5 separate regions of the Sus scrofa genome follow, and all the other regions are linked to region 2. Evidence: chromatin contacts called from public Hi-C and HiChIP or PLAC-seq data. All regions are on one chromosome and are shown on one strand. Each heading gives the region's core, a stretch centred on a gene start, on an enhancer-like site or on the middle of the called end of the contact. The rest is flanking DNA. Distances are from core to core; before and after follow the strand shown. Region 1 has its middle 26 kb from the start of TM2D3. Region 2 holds the start of SNRPA1 (U2 small nuclear ribonucleoprotein A'). Region 3 holds the start of TARSL2 (probable threonine--tRNA ligase 2, cytoplasmic). Region 4 holds the start of TM2D3 (TM2 domain-containing protein 3). Region 5 holds the start of NFATC1 (nuclear factor of activated T-cells, cytoplasmic, calcineurin-dependent 1).

Region 1 (2,734 bases), core at 10-2,509, 320 kb before region 2:
AAATATCTTAGATATATTTCATCTGAGAATATCTTTATTTCACCTTTACCCCTGAAAGATTTTTGCTAAACAGAATTCTATGCCGACAGCTGTTTTCTCTCGGCACTTGAAAAATGCTTCCTTCTGGCCTTCATGAATTTTATTGTGATACATGCTGTTATGAAAAGTTTTACTTATTCATGTATATCAGGTAACAGATTCTTTTTTTTCTGGTGGCTTTCAAGATTTTTTCCTTGTCTTAAGTTTTCAGAAATTTTATTATGATGTATCTAGGCATGGATTTATCCACTTTAGGGTTTGTTTAACTTCTTGGATCTAAGCTTATAAATCTTTTACCAAATTTGGTAAGTTTTCAATCACTCATTCTCTTCTGCTCTGTCTGTGATGACGTGAATGTTAGATTATTTCATTATTGTCCCATGTATTTCTGAGAGTCTATTTATTTTTAAAATCTATTCTCTCTTTGTTGGGATTGGATAATTTCTATTTTTCTGTCTTCAGGTTCGTTAGTCTTTCTAATGTCATCTCCACTTGCATTTTAGAATTTTAAAATTGTACTTATTTTTCAGTTCTCAAGTTTTTATTGGCTTCCTCCTAAGTCTTCATTTCTTTGCTTAAAGTTTTTATTTTTATTTTTTCTCTTTCCCAGAGTTAGTATTTGTTTTTTTTTTTTTGGAACATTTTTATGATAGCTCCTTTAACAGTCTTGTCAGATAATTATAGCATCTGTATCACCTTGGTGTTGATGTCTGCTATTGTGTTTTCCCATGTGAGTTATTTTCCTAGTCTTATTATGATGAGTCATTGTGGAGTATGCCAGAACAAATTGAGTGTTATTTTATGAGATTCTGGTTTCTCTTTCAATCTGCTTTTAGCAGGCACTCAACCTGTTTAGGTTCAGAGTGCATGTCCTGGCACACTATTGTGGGCTATGGTTCAGATGCCAGTGTAGTTTACAGTACTGTTCTGCCCAGCTTTTGCACTGCCTAGTAGCCAATCTGAAAAGAGAACAACATTTGACATTATAGTTCATTTCTCCAGTCTTTTGATGTGTTGATTCTTGTTGGTCATGCATGGGCTGCTGGGGGTCTGCCCAGGACTTCATGCACAGATTTAAGTATCCCTGTTGCCAGCTCTTTTCTCTCTATAATCCTCGTCTTCCCTCTCTGGTTGGGGAGGGAGTCTGTGCTGCCTCTTTGTTCCTATTTGCTTAGTGCACATGGGCGGGGCACTGCAGCTGATGTGCTGCCCAGTGGGGAGGAGCACTACTCTGCTGATGCTTGCTTGGTCCAGAGCAGAAATCCCTGCACAGGGACGCAAGGATTGTGTAGATGAGGATCCCTGAACAGTTTCTGCAGTGCTGGGTGTGGAGGGGGGCTACCACCTCTGCTCATGTCAGTTCAGGATCAGAATGCTTGATAGGGTTAATCCTGAAGCCTGCTCAAAGTCCTACTAGGGCAGATATGGTCCACAGGGCTCCCCAAGGCTGCAGTGTTGAGTAGGGTGGAGGGTGGAGTAGCATTTTTTGAGGTTTCAGTCTGGAGTAGAGTGGATTCTATTCTGAAGCACTGCCCTTTATCAAGGCTTTTGGCCAGAGAACAAGCTTTCCTGTGCTTGCAGGCATTTCTGCACTGTGGGCCTCTCTGGCTCTCAGGCAAGTGTACATAGAAGGCCAAAAAAAAAAAAAAAAAGAAAAAAGAAATCACAAGGAACTTACTGCCTGATTGTTCTTCAAGTCCCAAGGTCCCTGCTGTCCACTTTCTCTTCTCCACCTCTCAGCATCTTCTGATGATTGCTCTTTGTATTTGTGGAGACTTTTGATTGCAAACACTGAGGAATAGAATGAAATGTGGCTTACTCCATTTTTCCTGGAAACAGAAGCTGTGAATTATCTTTTATTGTGATTAAGAATAAGAAAAGTCTTTTATGGATCTCTTCATCTTTGCCATTTCTAAGGCTCTTCATTTCTCTGTACATCCAGCTCATACTCCATGTAGTAAAGAGGAAGTTTCCATTTTTAATGTTGGACAATTTATAGCTTTCAAGCACCACATCTGGGGCAAAAGCCAGTAAGAAAGCTGATAAGAAAACTGCACATGCCTTACGAGGGTGCCAGCAGGAATTTCAGACCACACTAGCCCCAGCCTGAGTGAATGAGCCCTTTCTTTGGCCCTGCCCTCAGCCATAGTAAAAGCCATCCCCACTGGCCCTGAAATGCTCCTGCCATTTGGCCTGTCTGGCCCCTGCCCTTCTCTCCTCAGGAGAGCCTTTGGGTAATACGTCTTTCCTTACCTTCCTGGTACCTGTGGCCTTATCAGTCTCAACATCCCAACTCTTCCACTGGGAGTGGTCCATCCCACTGCCTTGGGGTGACCATCAAACACTCCTACCTTAAGACCCCTGTTTAACATTTCTTGTATGCAAGTCTGCTGTCAGTGAATTCCATAAGCTTTTGTTTGTTTTAAAACATCTTTACCTTAATTTTTGAAAGATGTTTTCACTGTGTGTAGAACTCTGAATTGGTAAGCTTTTCCTTTCAACACTTTGAAGATACCATTTTGTTGTCTTTGGGCCTGCATAGTTTCCTTCTTTCTTTCTTTCTTTTTTTTTTTTCTTTCTTTTTAGGGCTGCACCTGAGGTATATGGAAATTCCTGGGCTAGTGGTTGAATAGGAGCCACAGCTGCTGGTCTATGCCACAGCCACCACAACACCAGATCCCAGCAACATCCATGA
Region 2 (2,700 bases), core at 6-2,505:
CTACTACCCCCCAAAAAAGAGTAAAAGGCAAGCCATATAGTATGCTCACACTCAGAATATATAAAGAAATCTTAAAAGGAATAAGAAAAAAGAAAACCCACTAAGAAAAAAAATGGGAGAAAGACTTGAATGGGCACTTTGTAAAAAAATATCAGAATGGACAATATGCTTAACTATTATTAGAAAAAAGCAAATGAAAGCAATAGTGCACTGGTACTCACCAGAATTGCTAAAATTATGAAGACTGACAGTGCAAATGAGGTTAATGTTGGCAAGTGATGGAAACCCTTACACACCACTACAGTGTGGAAATGATTCCAGCCTCTTGGAAGTTATCATCAGGCAGTACCTATCAATAATACCACACACTTTGTCTCCTTAGTTTCACTCCTGGAAAAGTTCAGGCACAGGTGCATGCGATCCACGTACAACAAAATTCATAGCAGCATTATGCAGACTAGCCCCAAGCTGGAAACAAACCTAATGTCCATCGACAGCGAAATGGATTGTTATGGTGTAAGAGACGCAATAGAATTCTATACAGCAGCAAGTAAGCAAATCATTGCTGCCTGCAACCTGGATGGATTTTAGGCATGACACAGAGCCAAAGAAACCAGATACAAAAACAGATTGCATCATTCTCTTTATATAAAAGTAAGCAAAACTAATCTATGGTGACGGATTCGTAGTTCCCTTTGGGGAATGAAGGAGTCTCCGAATTTCAGGACCCCAGCAGCAGCCACCCAAATGTGCTCACTCTGTGGGCATTTGTCATGTTGCAGACTTTAGATCTGCACACTTCCTGTGTTATCAGGCTTCAGCATGAATATCTAATTGTCTAGAGAGGGCAGGCCTGACTGCAAACTAGACCAGTGCGGAAGACCCAGGCTTGGTCTTCATGGTGTCACCCGGATGCCAAAGCCCGGGACCCATCACTGAATCCCATGGGCGGAGTGAAAGCAGTCACTGCCTCCCTTTCACCTCTAGGTGTCCTGACGCACGCGAAAGTTCCACTCGTGGGCTTTCACTCTTTATTAACTTGCGGACACAAATATCTGGACTCGGGGGCACTGCAGGCCGAAGCTGCACAAGAGGAACGAACTCAGAACCAGATGCGCCGCGGAGAGCGCGGGAGCTAAAGCCCAAAAGCTGTGCCCGAGCCCGGGGGCGGGGCCGATCACGGAGGAAATGGCTCCTCGATTGATTAGGCCTGGGAGCCGCGCTGTTAGCACACGCCGGAAGCGATTGATGCTGCCTGGCGGCGGGCGCGGGGTACGCCGGGACGTCGGTGCGGCGGGAGGAGCGGGAGACACTGCAGGCGGGAGGCGACAGGATGGTGAAGCTGACGGCGGAGCTGATCGAGCAGGCGGCGCAATACACCAACGCCGTGCGGGACCGCGAGCTGGACTTGCGAGGTGAGTCGGGCGGGGGCGGGCGGCCCGGCCTCCCCGCCCGCTCGGCGGCCTGCGCCCGCCGCGTGCGCGAAGGGCGGGAACGTGGCCTGGGGCGTGCGTCCCGGTTCCTACCCCGGCTGAGTCCCGCTGTCGTCGGCGAAACGCCGACCCTGGACTCCTTCGAGGCTCTCCTTAGCCCAGCCCCCACCGCCCGGGACCGCCTCGATGCTTGGGTCAGACCGCGGGGCCGGTGCCGGGCCTGCCGAGTGACCTGAGCCGTTGGGGGGCGGGGAAGTACACGCCTGCGGGGTGGGCTGAGCCGTTGGGGTGCTGAGCCGTGTTTGTGATCCTCGTGCGGACCGAGATACGGTAAAGTGAAGTCATGAGAATATAGGTTGGGTATGGGACGGAGGAAGTGAAGTCCGGAGCAAAAGCGATTTTTTTTCCCGGCTTTTCCTCCTCCTTAGCTTCAAGGATCTATTTCCCTTTTGCCAAAACCTTTCAAAGAGCAGACTGTTTCAGCCACGCTAGGGCTGCCGGATGTCTTGCGTCTATAAGGGAGGCGGAAGTCCTCCAGACTATTAGATTCCTGTGGCAACTCGTCTGCATAGTAGGAGAGGCTTTAGAAAGGGTGTGAAGGACGACTTCTCCGGGGTTAAGTGTTGGCTTGAGATCCACCCCCACGGGGGAGAACACCGTCTCAGGAGCAGCACTGCTGCGGGCCCTGCTTTCTGCTTGCTTTTTTGTTTGCTGACATAGTACTTTCGTTTTGTTGAAATTAAATATCATAGGTTCGACTCAAGAGTAACCCACCGCTTTCATACTCTTGGCACAGGCTGATGTCTGCCTGAGTTTGAAGTGCATCCGGTGTTGAGAATGCTCGTTTTGGTACAGCACTTAACTTTGAGCCTTTAGAGCTCTGAAATGTGTACTTATTTAACCTTGCCTAGGTTAACTTCTTTTCTTCTCCTAGCACCTAAGACAATAATTATGCCCCTAGAAGACAAATCAGTGAGCGTTTGAGTGAGTTGTTCACAAGGTGATTTACCATTGTGTACAAATTGACCTTCAACTCTGGGTTGGGCCTCTGGGAGGTGAGAGAAGTGGGAACTGTCATGATACGAAGATATCCAAATGAGTTCTGGGAATCTGACCTGTGGAAATGCAAAAAAGGTTGGGAGCTATTACTGTCCACAATACGTGGACAAGGCTTGGACACTGACAGTAGGCAGCTCACAGTGTAAAGTCCTGTTAGGCCACTTCATTAGCTTTGGGGCCTTGCTTAGAACAATACAAGGCACCTTGT
Region 3 (2,701 bases), core at 44-2,543, 410 kb before region 2:
CATGACCCGTATCTCACCACAACATGTTCAGTTAAACTTTACCCAAGTTGAAAGGCACTGCAGTGCTAAGCACATGAACACTGTACCAGATTATCTAAGTTTGACTCTCATGTCTGTTAGGCAATGGTGCTGTGACTTGATCAACTCATTCAGCCTCTCTGTGCTTCAGTTTCCCCATCTATAAAAGGACATAACAATAGTGTCTCTCTTCCTATTAAAGGAATTAATTTATATAAAGAACCTAGAACAGGGAGTTCCCCATAGTGGCTCAGCGGTAACCAATCCGCCTAGTATTCATAAGGACGTGGGTTCAATCTCTGGCCTCAGAGGGTTGAGGATCCGGCGTTGCCATGAGCTGTGGTGTAGGTCACAGATATGGCTTGGATCCTGCATGGCTGGGGCCGGCAACTGCAGCTCCTATTCAACCCCTAGCCTGGGAACTTTCATATGCTGCAGGTGTGGCTGTAATGAGCCAGGAAAAAAAAAAACAAACAAAACAAAACAAAAAAAACAGAACAGTGTTTGCCACATTCTAAGCCCTAGGAATGTAAATTAAAAAACTTTTGTTTTACTACAGGAAGGTTTGTGCTGATATTTATAAAGATATATGTGGCATTTGCCCTACCCTCAAGGAGCTAGCAGTTTCATGCTGTCAGAGTCAAATTTTCATAGAAACTTGTCTGCCTTGGTGCAGCTGCTCTGCACTTGGGCAGCCTAGGCGTGAGACCAAAGAAGGTTGATTCTAAACGGCCACTTTTCAGAACCTGGTGGCAAGTTAAAAGAATGGTGACTGCCAAGAGGGGAAAGATAAGAACCATTCTGGGAAGGGAGATCTTAGCCTTTCCAATACTTCTGACAACTTGCATTTCAGCTGAAAAATGGCATGCTGGTAACTCTGAAGGCACCGTGAGCCTATTCAGGGTGCATGCCACTCTCCAGGCCACTCTGTTCACAGCAGGTAGCCCCTAACCCCAAAGCAGGCCACCTCTTAACTGTTCCCAAAGCCCCGCTCCTACAGTGCACAGCGCAGCCCCCGCCCTTCTCGTCCCTCTGCTCCCTACTATTTCTATAGTACCCCCTGGCAAAGCACAGAACTGGCCCCGCCCTTCCCGTCACCCCGCCCCCAACTCCCCATAGCCCCGCCTCTGCAGCGTACAGAGCCGGGCCCCGCCCCACCCTTCTCCTCTCCCGCCCCCTCCTCGGTTTATATAGCCTCAATCCCGCCGCGTCCCCGCAGTGCGCCCTATCGTGGCTTGACCCTCCTCGGTGCCTGCGGGAAGCGAGGCAGGTGCCATGGCGGCCGAGGCCCTGGCGGCGGAGGCCGTGGCGTCGCGCCTGGAGCGGCAGGAGGAGGACATCCGCTGGCTGTGGGCGGAGGTCCACCGCCTGAGGGATGAGCAGCTGAATGCGCCCGACCGGTGCCAGGCCGAGGGGCCGTGCCTCACGCGCGAGGTGGCGCAGCTACGGGCCGAGAACCGCGAGCTGCGCCATCGCCTGTACCACTTGCGACTGTGCCTCGCGGAGGAGCTGAGCCACCGGGCGCGGCAGGAGAGCCCCGCGCGGGAGGAGGCCAGGCGCGCGGCCGCGGGCGCGCAGGTACCGCGCGGGCGCCACCTGCGGGGGGCGCGGCGGGTGGCCTCCTGCCCGGTGCCTGCCCCTCCCCAGCCCTGCCCCTCGCCCCTGCTTGAGCTGGGGAACCCGCGACGGCTGGACACCCTGGGGTGCTGCGTTTCCAGCCAACGCCCGGCTGACCTAAAGCTAGAATGTCTCAGCTCTTCCAGTAAATTGCCTGACACACTTTTTCTTCAGTAGCAGAAATAGCATTTTCCTTTCATTGAAGAAAATGCTGCAGTGTTTATTCTTTCTTTGGCTAGGAAGACCAACAGCTGCATAAGTTAACCTTCCCTTCCTTCTGATGAATAGCTGGTTCTGAACTATTCACAGTGGGTGGTGCTTTGGGGTGTTTTATTGTGTTTCCTTCTGGTGCTCTGTCTTGAGGTTTGTGTATGTAACATTGTTATTAATAGTGTATTTTAATGTTTTGATTCAATTAAGGACACATTATCTTACTGTAACATAATTTCTAAGCCCTGAAGCCTTTCTTAGACTGTGGGTGTTCTTCAGTCTCTAGCAAGAAACTATGGTGCACTGGCGACATCAACATGAAAATGTGCATTTAAAGTCTTTGGAGACAGCAATGCAGCCATTCTTCCAGGGACATTATTTGTTTAAAATTTAGGGGGGAAAACTTCAAAAAGCAAAACATATTAAGTGTACTTAGCAAGAATGTGTGAAAGAGTACATGGAGGAAGGACTGAACCCCAGAAAACAACTTACCTGTTGAAGGTTGTAGGTGATGGTCAGGAGCCCCAGCCTTGAGCCTCTAAACATGGGACACTTGCTGCCTGCTGGCCTGCTGTCCCTTTCCTTCCTTAGGCTCTTTGTTGTCACTGGTATGAGTTGTTCATTATTTACCTTTATTTCTCAGCCTCCTTCTAGTCAAAGCCAAGAAAAAGACACAGAAAAGAAGGAAAGTGAGCCCAACAGTGAGGTAAGCCATTGCTGAGGAAAAATATAAAATACTACCTATAATTTAAATACACTTATGTAGTCAATTGCCCAGGAATTTTAATTGAAAACATAATTAAATTATGACTTGGGCCGCAGTAGTGTGTTTAAAATTTTGTAAGCCTCCAGAGGT
Region 4 (2,709 bases), core at 19-2,518, 350 kb before region 2:
GCCACAACAGGAACTCTTGGATTAGGGTTAGGGTTAGGGTTCTGATTTTAACTGAGAGGATCACCTTACTGCTCAGACAGAATTAAAATGTCTTTATGCCAGTAGTGAATTTAGCTGCCAATCAAGCAGGGTTTTTTTTGAGTGTTTATTTGGCTATATGATGTAGAATTCAAAACAAAGACATGCGCTCTCTTTTCTACACACATCATTTAGTTAGCTTCCTGAAGAGTTGGTAAACAAAACGGTACAGCTGACTGTGAACAACAGGGGTCTACTTATCTCTGGATTGTTTTCAGTAGTAAATACTAGTGTATGACATGACCCTACCCCAGGTGGTTCAATCTAAGGAGGTAGAACCACCAGTGGAGAGGAACTGGTTAAGGAGAGCCCATCCTCAGTTATGTGTTGGTTTTCCACCACACACACACACCCCTTTCCCTCAAGTCCTTCCAGTGTCAAGTGTATTATCTAACAGACCTGTGTGATGCTAGATTGTGAGACAGAACTTTTTAGGCTAACATTTACTGAGGTCAAGCACTACTCAATGTATTTCTTTCATTCACCAATCATACTAGTGAGGGAGGGTGTCAGAAGACTGCTAGGTGGGCGGGAAGAGGGAAGCCTATTTGCAGCCCTTGATCAAAGATGCTGCAGTGGGAACAGGTGCCCGCGAGCCTCAGGAGCCAGGGACCTAGGGAGCAGCTCCTGCCCCAGGACGGGCCTCCTTCAGGAGAGTTTGGGGCCTGAGACCAGCGGCTACACTTCCTGTTCGGCTTCTCCCTGTCTTTCAGGAACTTTCTGGAAGTGCTACACGTCTCTAAGGAGCTAGCCTGGGAGCATGGCGGCCCGTGGAGAAGGTGCTAGCTACACGCTGGCTGGGCCAGTCCTGGGGTCGCGGGGAGTGGGGTCTCAGGGGCCACCTGGCATGCCTGAGTTCCTTCCCAAACAGTTCGGGCCATTTTCCTCATCTATAAAAAGCACCTTTTCCGTCTGTCATTGAACCTTCGCACAGTACCGAGTGCACAGCAGCAGTTTTTGTCTCTAAACATACATATCTGGTCACGTGTAAATAGCGGCCAAATTTCCAATTTGCCCGCCTCTGCTTCCAGTTCCTCAGGTGTGGCTCTGGGTCCCAGGAGACCTGGCCTAGTGCCAAGCGCTGCCTACAGTTCTGCACCAGGGAGCTTCCGGTCGGGGCCAGAGTTTTCGGCGGGCGGCCGCGCCTGCGCCCAGGCCCCGCCCCTTCGGCGCGCCGGGACCACGCCCCTCGGCCCGGCAATCCCCACCCCCATCCCAATTCCGGAAGTTCGCGAGCCGAAAAGATGGCGGCTGTGGCTGTGCCGCTGCAGGGCTTGCGCCGCTTGTGTCGCGTGCTGCTGTTCCTCTCGCAGTTCTACATCCTGTCGGGCGGCGGTGAGTGAGGGGCCGGGACCCTGGAGTGGGGGGCGTCGGGTTGGGCCCGTGGGCGAAGGCTGGGGTGTGGGCAGAGGGTCGTCAACGGGCGAGTCAGTATGTTTCTGGACGCCAGCCCGCCCCTTGGCCAGGAACCCGCAGCCTCGAGCCTTGAACCTGGAGCCGGGGCCGAGGGCTCGGCCAGGGACGCAGAGCTGAGTCCCGGCGTCACGCTTCGTCTCCAGTTGCCCGCAGACCTAAATTGGTGTTTATCCCGTTGGGTTTCATCCTTCAGCTTTCGGGCTGTCAGGCCAAGAGGTTGCAAGCAGTTATTGGCCTGGTGGTTTACGGTCCCAGGATAACACGTTTCTCTAATTGTAGGGTCCTTAAATGTAGAGCCTTCGCAGCCGCTGGCTCAATCAGTCAAGGATCCGGGCCCGACACGTACTTTCACAGTAGTTCCCAGGGCAGCAGGTACTAGACATTTTACGTTCTAGTAAATGTGTATATTTGTATCTAGCGGTTCCTCCCTTTCTTTTTTGGGTAGTTTCTTTTAGAATATGAAATCACGTCCCATTCTTTTAACATTTCATACATTGCATTTTAGATTGCGTGAACCAAGGGCAAATACCGTAATTTTCTGTAGACAGTCTTGGTGTTTCTGAAGAGTACCTTTTGATATTCCTGCCTCATCTCTTTTCCTAAATTTCAAGGTTTTTTTTGTTTTGTTTTGTTTTTTTCACTTCATCCATCAAGATAACCTTCGACCATTGCCTCTTTCGCCTCAGAAAATTTCTTGTGCTTCTCAAACCCTGTTCCTGACATCGAATATTAAAGGCTCCCCCACAGCTGTATAAAATGAAGGGATGGGAGAGGGTCAGAGACTTGGCCTCTAAGTCTGGTGGTGCTGCTGGGAGCCGGAACAAATTATCCACTTTTTAGGGCTTATTTTCTCATCTTTAATTTAGTAGGGTTAACCCTCTGAAGTCATTTTGCTTCGTGATTCTAAGTGTACATCCTCCAACCATAATAGTAATAGGAACAAAAGAAAAGCTATAATAGATAGAATTGCCTACTTAGTGGTGACTTTAGGTAGAACTAGTTTTAAATGAGTATTTATTGTGTTTTGCTAAATGGAACCTCAGTTTCTCTAGTTTCCCACGAGCTTTGGTAGATAGAATTGCCTACTTAGTGGTGACTTTAGGTAGAACTAGTTTTAAATGAGTATTTATTGTGTTTTGCTAAATGGAACCTCAGTGTCTCTAGTTTCCCACAAGCTATGGTAGATAGAATTGCCTACTTAGTGGTGACTTTAGG
Region 5 (2,700 bases), core at 114-2,613, 300 kb after region 2:
ACAGATAGCCAGTCCCGAGCAAGTGCAGAAGGCCTCCACTTCCGGCCCCAGATCTGTTCAGACAACTGCTTTTCTCTCCCACCCTCGCCACCATGGTCCCCACTGACCCAAAGGCCTGGAGACGCACAGCCAAGGAAGAGGAAAAGGAAGACACTGGGGGGGCACGGGTTCAGGCAGCCTTAGCCTGGTTGGAACATTTATTTTTTTATAAACAAGCAAGACATTACACTTTTAAAAGAAGGGCGGTGAATGATATGGAAAATATTATACAGTCACTGCAGAAACGGGCGCCTGCCGGTGCCAAGTGTGCTGGGCTCAGCTTCACCATTTCACCGCCACGTGGGGAGGGACAGAGAGAAGATCTTGAAGACAGAAACAGAAAGGAGGCCCACAAGGGACAGAAGAGACAGGTGTGGGGAGAGCCAGGCTGCAAGGAGGGGGCTCCTGGTCCCCTTCACTCACTCGGGGTGGCCGGTGGCCGCAGGCCCAGACTGAGTCTTCCGGTGAAAGTGGGGGTGATTGCTCAATGGTTCTTTCTTTTTCAAAAGCCTGCACCCTGGGGGGCCGGAGGAGTCCTTTATCTGTTGTTTGTTTAGGGGAACTTTTATTTTTTGACAGAGAAGAGAAAATTAAAGAAAGAACAGTGTGGCACCCTTGGGGGTCCAAGGTCTCAGAGGCTAGCTCCACTGTACCATCTCTTGATGGAGAGAGGCTTTGCCCTGAGGACACGGGGAGCAAGAGGGGGAAGTCTTGGGGGCCTCATGGGCCAGACACACTCTATCCTTTGGCTTGAGCAACACCCCACCCTAAAGAGAAGGCCCCTCCTGCGGGAATGTGGTCAGGACTCCGCTCTAGTGCAGCCCTGAGTCTTCCTACATGGCTGGGGGGGCCGACCCCAAGGGGGCCTCCCCCACCACTCCCACTCGCCCCTCAACCTGACCTGTTTTAATCCGGCGAAGGGTAGGGCGGTGGGGAGACTTTGGGCGCTGCCCCGACCCCGGGGCCGCGGACCTGGGTGCCGCGGAGGTGTGGGGACGGGAGAGGGGGTGCGCCCCGGGCAGAGGGGCAGGGGCCCGGCGCGCCTCCAGGCCGGCCCCTCCCCACCCGGAACCTACCCGCCCGACCCCCGCGCCCCCAGTCCCTGCGCCCCCGCCTCGCGCGGACCCACCTGCGGTGGCCCCGGCCGCGGCGGCGCCCTCGTCGCTCTGGTTAAACTCGAAGAGGAAATCAAAGTCGAACTCCTGGTCCTCCTCCAGCCCCGTCATGGTGGGTCGGGGTCGAGGGTCAGGAGGTCAGGGTCGGGGTCGGAGTCCGAGGTCAGGGGGCTAGGGTCGGGGTAGAGGGTTGGGATCCGAAACCTAGGGCAGGGGTCCCAGGTCAAGTTCAGGGTTGGATTCAGGGTCTTAAGTCTTGGCGGGGATCCGGTACCTGGTCCGGGTCCCGGGTCGGGCTCTGGGCTGGAGTCGGGTGAGCTCCGGAGTCTGGGCTCAGGGCGTGGTCGGGGTCCCGGGTTGGGTCAGGTTGGGGTCTAGTATGGGGGTCGGGGTAGAGATCCGGTATTGGGGTCAGAGTTCCGGGCAGGGGTCCCGGGCCAGGATCCCAGGTTGGGGTCCGGGATGGGGTCGGGGTCCCCGGCCAGGACCCCGGCGTGGGGTCGGGGTCAGGATCTGGGTTGAGGTCCGGTCGGGGTCCAGAGTCGGGTCCCCGGCCGCGGGCACCTGTGGTCGCGCCGCCCCGGGCTCGGCTGCGCCCTGCGCTCGGCCGCGCGTCCTCGGGTAACGTGACTCCCGCCCGCGCCCCTCCCCCCGGCCCTCCCCCGCCGCGCCCCTCCCCCCGCTGTTTCCGGGTTTACATAAACAAGCCGCTCGCCGGTCGCCGGCTTCCGAGTTTTAAATAAACTCTCCCCGCCAGCCCGAGCGCACGCCTCTCACTAGTGTCCCGGCTCTGGGCAAGCCCTTCCCACCCGCGCCCGGGGACCCCCAGGCGGCTCTTGGGGTCGACAGCCCCACTGCGAGCGAGACCCTAGAGTGCGCCCCGCCCCCTGAGTCTGCGCTGGGGTGGGGGGGATAGACGTGCGCCGGAGGCGGGGGCGTGGGGGGGGCACACGGAGTCTGGCCACTTCCGTCCGCCCCGGGGCCTGAGCGCCCCTGCGGCCCGAGCCGGGTGGGCAGGAGCTGGGGCAAGACAGCCGGCGGTCGACAACCCCCCTCCCCGCCTCCGGCAGACTCGCCCCGCTGGGAGCTCTTCGTGAAGCGCGCTGCCCCGACCCCGGTCCGGGGGAGGCGGGCTCGCTTGCCTCACCCGCAAACAGGCGCAAAGATCAATACCTGCGTCCCAATGAGCTGCTGACGCTGCCCCACTCCTACTGAAGGTGCCTAAAGGGGCCTCCTGCCGGCCAGGCCCCTTCTAGGAGCGGATCGGCCCGACTGGGCTGCTGCCTAGTTTGCAGCGCGCACGTCCTGCCGGAGCCCGGCAGCCTGGGCCCGGAGAGGAATTCCCTGGTAGCAGGGCTCGCTATCCAAGGAGCACTGGATTCCCCAACCAGCTGCAGAAGAGCAATGAACACAGAAAACACCGTTTTCCAGCCCCCACAGTTAAAGATGCCCAAAAGGGTCAGGAAAATGCGAGGCTCCTAAGAACCCACAACGCTGTCGCCTTTACATATGGAACCGGTGCTGCCGCTCACGCCTGGCCACGTGT

What was found. Hi-C and Micro-C count contacts between places; a contact is called where the count stands out from the background. HiChIP or PLAC-seq counts read pairs in DNA pulled down with a chosen protein or histone mark.
Region 1: a Hi-C map of embryonic fibroblasts shows a contact between it and region 2, with 4 times the contacts expected there. The contact joins the enhancer-like site here to the promoter of SNRPA1 in region 2. A contact is called at or near these places in 4 of 5 promoter capture datasets (fetal liver, fetal skeletal muscle, liver and 1 more), 22 of 47 Hi-C or Micro-C datasets (adipocytes, alveolar macrophages, brain and 15 more) and 1 of 2 datasets of contacts at active chromatin or transcription factors (skeletal muscle).
Region 3: a contact with region 2 is called in a Hi-C map of liver, with 8 times the contacts expected there. The contact joins the promoter of TARSL2 here to the promoter of SNRPA1 in region 2. A contact is called at or near these places in 1 of 5 promoter capture datasets (liver) and 1 of 47 Hi-C or Micro-C datasets (liver).
Region 4: an H3K27ac HiChIP or PLAC-seq map of skeletal muscle shows a contact between it and region 2, with 7 times the contacts expected there. The contact joins the promoter of TM2D3 here to the promoter of SNRPA1 in region 2. A contact is called at or near these places in 4 of 5 promoter capture datasets (fetal liver, fetal skeletal muscle, liver and 1 more), 19 of 47 Hi-C or Micro-C datasets (alveolar macrophages, brain, embryonic fibroblasts and 10 more) and 2 of 2 datasets of contacts at active chromatin or transcription factors (alveolar macrophages and skeletal muscle).
Region 5: a contact with region 2 is called in an H3K27ac HiChIP or PLAC-seq map of alveolar macrophages. The contact joins the promoter of NFATC1 here to the promoter of SNRPA1 in region 2. A contact is called at or near these places in 1 of 47 Hi-C or Micro-C datasets (liver) and 1 of 2 datasets of contacts at active chromatin or transcription factors (alveolar macrophages).

The regions. Positions count from the first base shown.
Region 1 is chr1:145,384,737-145,387,470 of Sscrofa11.1, forward strand. No RefSeq gene overlaps it. Among named protein-coding and RNA genes, the nearest start is that of TM2D3, 26 kb to the left of the region's middle. Within about 2 kb of position 1,260, at least 12 of the 83 cell types and tissues checked have an H3K27ac peak or open chromatin away from gene starts, as enhancers often do. A contact at or near this core is called in embryonic fibroblasts and liver, where this site is marked.
Region 2 is chr1:145,706,138-145,708,837 of Sscrofa11.1, forward strand. It overlaps SNRPA1 (U2 small nuclear ribonucleoprotein A'), which reads left to right and starts at 1,256. Exons shown (of 9, transcript XM_001925349.7): 1 at 1,256-1,415. The coding sequence starts at 1,334.
Region 3 is chr1:145,301,043-145,303,743 of Sscrofa11.1, forward strand. It overlaps TARSL2 (probable threonine--tRNA ligase 2, cytoplasmic), which reads left to right and starts at 1,294. Exons shown (of 18, transcript XM_021084977.1): 1 at 1,294-1,780. The coding sequence starts at 1,294.
Region 4 is chr1:145,358,425-145,361,133 of Sscrofa11.1, forward strand. TM2D3 (TM2 domain-containing protein 3) reads left to right here and starts at 1,269. Exons shown (of 6, transcript XM_005652477.2): 1 at 1,269-1,413; 2 at 1,774-1,866. The coding sequence starts at 1,323.
Region 5 is chr1:146,001,534-146,004,233 of Sscrofa11.1, forward strand. It overlaps NFATC1 (nuclear factor of activated T-cells, cytoplasmic, calcineurin-dependent 1), which reads right to left and starts at 1,364. Exons shown (of 10, transcript NM_214161.1): 1 at 1,169-1,364. The coding sequence starts at 1,265.